Linked DNA regions of Mus musculus: region 1 is linked to region 2. A link is a contact called in public HiChIP or PLAC-seq data. All regions are on one chromosome and are shown on one strand. The core of a region is the stretch at or near the end of the contact, and the rest is flanking DNA. Distances in the headings are between cores, read along the strand shown. Region 1 overlaps Fggy (FGGY carbohydrate kinase domain containing). Region 2 has its middle 130 kb from the start of Gm12707.

Evidence for each region. HiChIP or PLAC-seq counts read pairs in DNA pulled down with a chosen protein or histone mark.
Region 1: a contact with region 2 is called in an H3K27ac HiChIP or PLAC-seq map of T-cell acute lymphoblastic leukemia, with 5 times the contacts expected there. The contact joins two enhancer-like sites. A contact is called at or near these places in 1 of 15 datasets of contacts at CTCF or cohesin (the NIH/3T3 cell line), 1 of 484 Hi-C or Micro-C datasets (bone marrow-derived macrophages), 1 of 115 datasets of contacts at active chromatin or transcription factors (T-cell acute lymphoblastic leukemia) and 1 of 9 other capture datasets (embryonic stem cells).

The regions. Positions count from the first base shown.
Region 1 is chr4:95,895,301-95,898,333 of GRCm38.p6, forward strand. All of the region lies in intron 14 of Fggy (FGGY carbohydrate kinase domain containing), which reads left to right. Among named protein-coding and RNA genes, the nearest start is that of Hook1, 71 kb to the right of the region's middle. Within about 2 kb of position 1,556, at least 70 of the 459 cell types and tissues checked have an H3K27ac peak or open chromatin away from gene starts, as enhancers often do. A contact at or near this core is called in T-cell acute lymphoblastic leukemia and bone marrow-derived macrophages, where this site is marked.
Region 2 is chr4:95,352,742-95,355,729 of GRCm38.p6, forward strand. No RefSeq gene overlaps it. Among named protein-coding and RNA genes, the nearest start is that of Gm12707, 130 kb to the right of the region's middle. Within about 2 kb of position 1,385, at least 109 of the 459 cell types and tissues checked have an H3K27ac peak or open chromatin away from gene starts, as enhancers often do. A contact at or near this core is called in T-cell acute lymphoblastic leukemia and bone marrow-derived macrophages, where this site is marked.

The DNA of each region.
Region 1 (3,033 bases), core at 306-2,805, 540 kb after region 2:
ATGGCTTGTTCCTGATGCTTCCTCTTTCCCTCACTCTGCCACAGCTGTAGCAGACCATTCTTGGCTTTCACAGTGAGAAACTGATAAGATCTTAGGGGTAAACCCATGAAAGCATGCCCTTCCCCCACTTAGGTTGTGGCTGTCAGAAGTTTTTCTCACGCTCTTCCATATTCAGTCTCCAGCACTTCAGGCTGTCACCAAAATGTGTCTGCTAGTCCTGGCAAGCTCTAGCTGTGACTGGATTCTTCTGTTTCTAGATTTTTGGGTCCAAGTTTGCACATTAACCTCAGTTTTCTACCTAATTTTAACTCAAGAAGAGTCTGTAGTTGGGAGTTTGCTGGCTTTTCCTGTTGTCTGGATCCCATGTGATGGAGCTGCAATCAGGAGTCTCTTTTTGCTGTATTTCTTTGGGAGGTGGTGGTTTTGGTTTTTGAGACAGGGTTTCTCTCTGTATCCCTGGCAGTTCTAGAACATTTTGCAGACCAGGCTGGCTTCAAAATCAGAGATCTGCCTGCCTCTGCCTGGAAAGTGCTGGGATTAAAGGTGTGCGCCATCACATCCGGCTACTGAATTTCTTTACTGTTGCCCTAGCCCCCCTTATTTGAAGGTATACATTTCCTAGTGGGTTTCCGGATTTCCCTGCTACAATGTAAACTTCTGGAAGTAGGCCCTGTGTCTGTTCTCATCATGGCTGTATGACTCAGAGTAGGAACTGAGTAATATTGGTCATGTGGACTAATTAATGCCCAGGCATTCACTGAACACACGGATAAACTGAGCTCTGTGCTTGGTACTGAGGTTCAATCAAAGCAGAAACATGTCTGTAGTTACTACAGGGGCTTGTAGGCTATATATCCCCTTAAAACAGAAATATCACACTATGAATAAAAGTAGGGAGACACTGAAAAATTAAGGACTTAAAAACTAACACAATTGGCAGAGTGGTAAAACATCTCAGGAAGGAGTCTTGTGTGAGCTAAGTTGTATAGAAGGAGCAGCGCTTAGGTCAGGTGAAAGGGACTGACCCTGAGAAGGAGCCCCACAGACTTGCTGAACTAGGAGTCAGACTTTGTAGAAAGTGATTTTCTTCAGCTTCCTCCTGTTCCACGAAAGGCATGTCACTGTTAATTCATGTCAGCTCAGAAGGCCCAGCCTTAGATACTTTCTTTGAGTGGGCAAAATGTCGCCAGTGCTGAGCAATGGAGCAAGTCATTTTCTCAACTGTGAAGATGAGTCAGGCAGGGCTCAAAGGGTCCTAAGGAGCCCAGCATCCAGTGATCCTCATCCATTATCCCATGCCACACTTGGACTGTGCCGTCATTGTTCGCTTCTCAGAGAGAGCTGAGCCCCCAAAGTAGTAAGATAAAAATCAGAGCTGCTTTGCAAATGCCCACAAAGCCACTGGGGGGAGGTTTCCTCAGAGAAGGCGGGAAAGAAAAATAAATGTGGGCTTCTCTTGAAACCTCCGCTCAGTGAGCCAGGCTTTCCCGGAATGCTGCAGGCTGCTTCAAAGGCCCATTGTGGAAAGCTTCCAGATGTGTATGGAAAACCTCACTGGGAGCTTCCCAGTGAAGAGACTTCTTAGGCCTGAGCCAAGCTGAAGGAAGTAGATGTGACACATCCCTACCAGGTGGGCTGTATTCTGAAGGAGTCCAGATTCTACCTTGAAGGAGAGACCAAGGACAGTTACCCAGTCCAGATGCCAGAGCCAAGCAGTGTGTCCTCTTTGGTTACAGACAGCAATGGGGTTTGCTGGAGTGAGACAGAAAGGCATTCTCCCACGCAGGAATCTTCCTGAAAATTGCTCATGACAGTTTCTTTGCTCCTCCAGCATATCATGTACAGGAGGGATTTCAGGTTGGAAAAATGGCCAACCATAGAACAGCTATAGAGTCTATCCCTACATGATTCCTTTAAGGATATAAAAGGCTTGATGTCCTATTTCTCCTCTTATTAGACAGGGGAAGTGAGAGAGACCAGAGTTTAAACTTCTGGAGCCTCAGTTTCCCCATCTGTAGAGGGCAATGATGAGCCCCAAACTATCCTCTCGTGAGAAGGAAGGTATTGTTGCACACAAGGCTGAGTTGCTACACGTAAAACATCTGGCACAGCGCCTGGTCCAGAATGAGGGTGCAGCCTGTTCTCATTTCTCTTCACTCCAGTTGTTCAGAGAGGTGGCGCTGGTCCCATTTAGCCTTTAAATTTTACTTCTGTGGCTCTTTAAATCCTCTCCCTGTGTGTGCATATGCACTTAGCTAAGTATTTCGAGATCAGTGTATTTCGGGGAAAGTCCTCTTGTCTCCAGCTAAAATTAGGCCTCTCTTGCTCCTCTATTCGCCTGCCCCCATCTGATTTTACCTAATTAAAAGCATTGACACTCAGCAAAGCTTGTGAGAGAATTTGGGTGAACAGCTGGGAGTTGCTCTCCATGCCAACAGCTGCTGCCTCTCAGCAGGCAGGCAACAAGGAGTCTGGAGCCCTGTGGGGAGGACAGGGAGGGAGCCTTGAAGACAGATGAAAAAATTTGGCCACAGGGAAACCATCTGAGCAGGATGCACCCTGCATCACCATGCCTTCTGCCTAATGAAATAACTAATGGGAAAGAGGGCAAGCAGGAGAGGAAGGCATAGAGTCTAGCTAGCTCACTGGCAAACCACTGTCACCCATGCCCAGATTACAGTATTCACCCTGCCAAAGTGGAGAAGCCATGGGTTGGTACAAGGCATATCTTTTAAAACAGCCTCATTCAGTTTCTCCCATGGATTTTAGGATAAGTACCAAGTTCATCCAGAGCTCCCAGGTGTATCCTGCCTCACACCTGGTTGTCACTCCAGCCCAGCCTTTGTTTATTCCCCTTTTCACCAGGCTTTCTCTGCTGGAACTAAATCTTGAGTTTAGTTTGGCTTTCTCCACAATCCACCTACATCTTGCCTGCCCCCAATTCACCACTCTAGCCTTGTAAATCTGCTGTGTTTGTGTTTTCCCTGAACGCCCTGTCCAAAGCCCACATGGACTATAGCACCCCCCAGAAAA
Region 2 (2,988 bases), core at 135-2,634:
GGCTGCCTCCACCCTTCTGTCTCCCATATAACTCATTCTCCCCCACCCTTGTAGTTTCTCATCTCTTCTGAGAAATCATCAGCAACACCCCTGAGTGACACTAAGAGAGGAGGGACCTAGTGGGACCACGCACGGGGTCCAGGGCTGCGGTGGGAGTTTATCAGGATTAGTGGCCTATTTTCTTTCATAATCTTATTCCAGGACCCATCACCAAAAACTCCTTCAGGCCCTGGTCCTCCCTTATCCCTGCATCCCACCTCTGGATTAAAGGCAGAAAATAGAAAGAGCTACCAGTATGCTTTGGAAAAATTATGATCTTGGGCTTTAGAGATGGCTCAGCAGATAATGGCACTTGCTGTCAAGCCCAGCATGAGTTTGATCCCTGATCCCACATGGTGGAAGGAGAGAACCGACTCCCACAAATTGTGTTTTCTGACCTCTGTACATGCACTGACACACACACACACACACACATACATACACCACGAAATTAAGTAAAATAGAATAAAAATTGTGATTTTTGAAATAATTTTGGAACGAAAACTACAATATAACCTCTCTTTAGGAAAGCCTCTGGGTCTTTTGGACACTGGCTCTTGAGATGTGGACAGTCCTAACCTTGTAGGTTGTGGACTACTTGGTTGAGGGCCTGTTGAACTGTGAGTTTCTGGGTTAGCTTTGAGGGACTGACCGGAAGCCCAGTTTCTGCTATATACATGTAGGTCATAATAATTAACAAATATTCATTAAAGCTCATTGACATTTTTTTTTTATTCCTTTGTAGGTAAAACGAAATGTTGATTCCAGCATTTCGAGCTAAGCCACTAAGTCACTCTCCCTAACTTTGTCACTGGTAAGCTTCCTTCTCTGCCCTACTGTACTGCACAGCAGTGAGAAGAGGAGAGTAGAGGGGTGTGTGTGTGTGGGGGGGGGCAACTTGGGTGAGCACAACAAAATCTCAACTGCAAAGCAAGGTTTTGTTGTTGTTTTGTTTGGGATTTTTGTTGTAAAAAAGGAAAGAAAGTTCTACTCTGAACTGAAATCGTCTGTTTTTCTTTCGAAATGTTCAAAGCAAACTAGATTAAGGTAAAAGCCGGCTGCAGGCCGCTCGGATGGCCAGCAGCTATAACTCAGATTCTCCTAGTTCCATAGCTTACAGTCGCTTGCCCTTCAGCTGCGCACTGGCTCAGCTGGACCCAGACAGTCTGAAGGCTTTCAGGGTCCAGGGTCAGGCTGGAGGGCTACACAACCCCAGCTCCTGTCATTTCCCTGGCCTGCCTCCTTCCTTCCTTCTTTCTTGGCAGAACCCACATCCTGTTGCTCTCAGCAAAGCCGGAGAAAAAGGCCAGCGGTAGGCAAGTTATTGTGCCTCAAATGAAGACAAATGAGTCCCCATTCTGTGGTGCTCCTGGCATCCTGTTGGAGGAAGCAACGCACAATGCTTGGAGGGAGGGGGCTTCGCTCACCCCTCCCCTTTCCGGTGCCTCCCCCAAAGCTTCCACTTCCTGAGGGATCCCTGGCTTTAGGTCTGTGGCTCCCCATGCCCAGGCAGCTTGCTAGCCAGATCTCAGGAAGTGCAGCTCAAAGAGCCCTGGCCCCAGACCCACGACCCTAGAAAAGGATAGAGTCTGGGCTGCTCCCTCTCCTTGCCAAGATGGCCATGCCCAATCCTTCCTTGAAGGGCTCTAAAATGCATCTTCAGTGTGCCAACAACTACATTAATGGCACCAGAACTCACCCATGCATCAAAATTCTCCAGGGTGCTTTGACAAGCTGGTACCCTTAATATACCACACTCTTAGAACAGACATTTCTTTACCAGAAATGTTCTGTGATGATTCCAGGCCTGTGAAATATAAGCTGGCTGTCTCTCTTTCCACATTCAGTGCTTTTCTGTCCCTGCTTAATACACTGGTGGATGAGAGATACATAGCCACATGGATATAAGCAGCACTAATAAGTGACTAGGAGCCAGATCCACCCCCTAAATATGTGTCCTTAGGCAGAATTTAGAGCCGCAAGGTGATTTACTTTATTCATCTGCAAAATGGGAACAGAAATAATAGTTCAGAATTGCGTGTTTGAGCTGATCGATTTGAATGGTATAATTGCTATCCTAGGGCATCGCAACTAGTCTTCCTTCACTGAACAGTTCAGTGAGCAGGTTCCTGTATTTGCTATTTAAATAAAACCAAACCAAACCAAAAACCAACCAAACAACCCCCCCTACACACACACACACACACACACACACACACACACACACACACACACACACACCAAAAACCTACTGGTGAGTTAGGAATTGATGGGGGCAGTGTCTTGCTTTCTCCAAGCTTTTGGGTTATCTGAAGATTCTGTGATAGACTCTTGTCACATGCTGTGGTCTCCCAAGAAACCAGACTCAAATGTTAAGCATGCAGGATGTTTGAGAGAGGAAAGGGAGAAGATGGAGGCAGGCCTGTGAGTGAGGAGGCAGCCCACAGTGAGATCTTCAAGTGATGTTGTTTATCCCACTTAGAACTCTGTGACCTCAGAGATCACAAAACAGTAGCTGAGGCAGTCACTGGTCACCGAGCACTCCAGAAAGGGGTTTGACCTTGGGTTCCATGAAGACTAGTCACTGACACCTGGAGTAGGCAAAAAGGCATTGAAAGGGAACTGAGGAATGCTGACAGAAACAACCAAAGTACTGGGAAGAGGCAGAGATTCACCAGAGGCCTGACACCGGGGTTACAGGTCATGCCTGTCTGTTTATGGGTGCTGAAGATCTGAACTCAGTCTGCATAGGTGTCCAGTGAATGCTCTTGAGCACTGAGCCGTCTCCCCAGAGCCTTTACTTGTTTTACGCAAATCCATCTCTGTCTCTTGTCATAAATATATTACCTTCCCTCTGCTTCTCTGTCTCTGTCCATTTCTTTTTCCTCCTACGAAATCAAGGGCCAATGTTAAAAAAGATAGAACTCTCTACTTTTCCGTTGTGAAAGA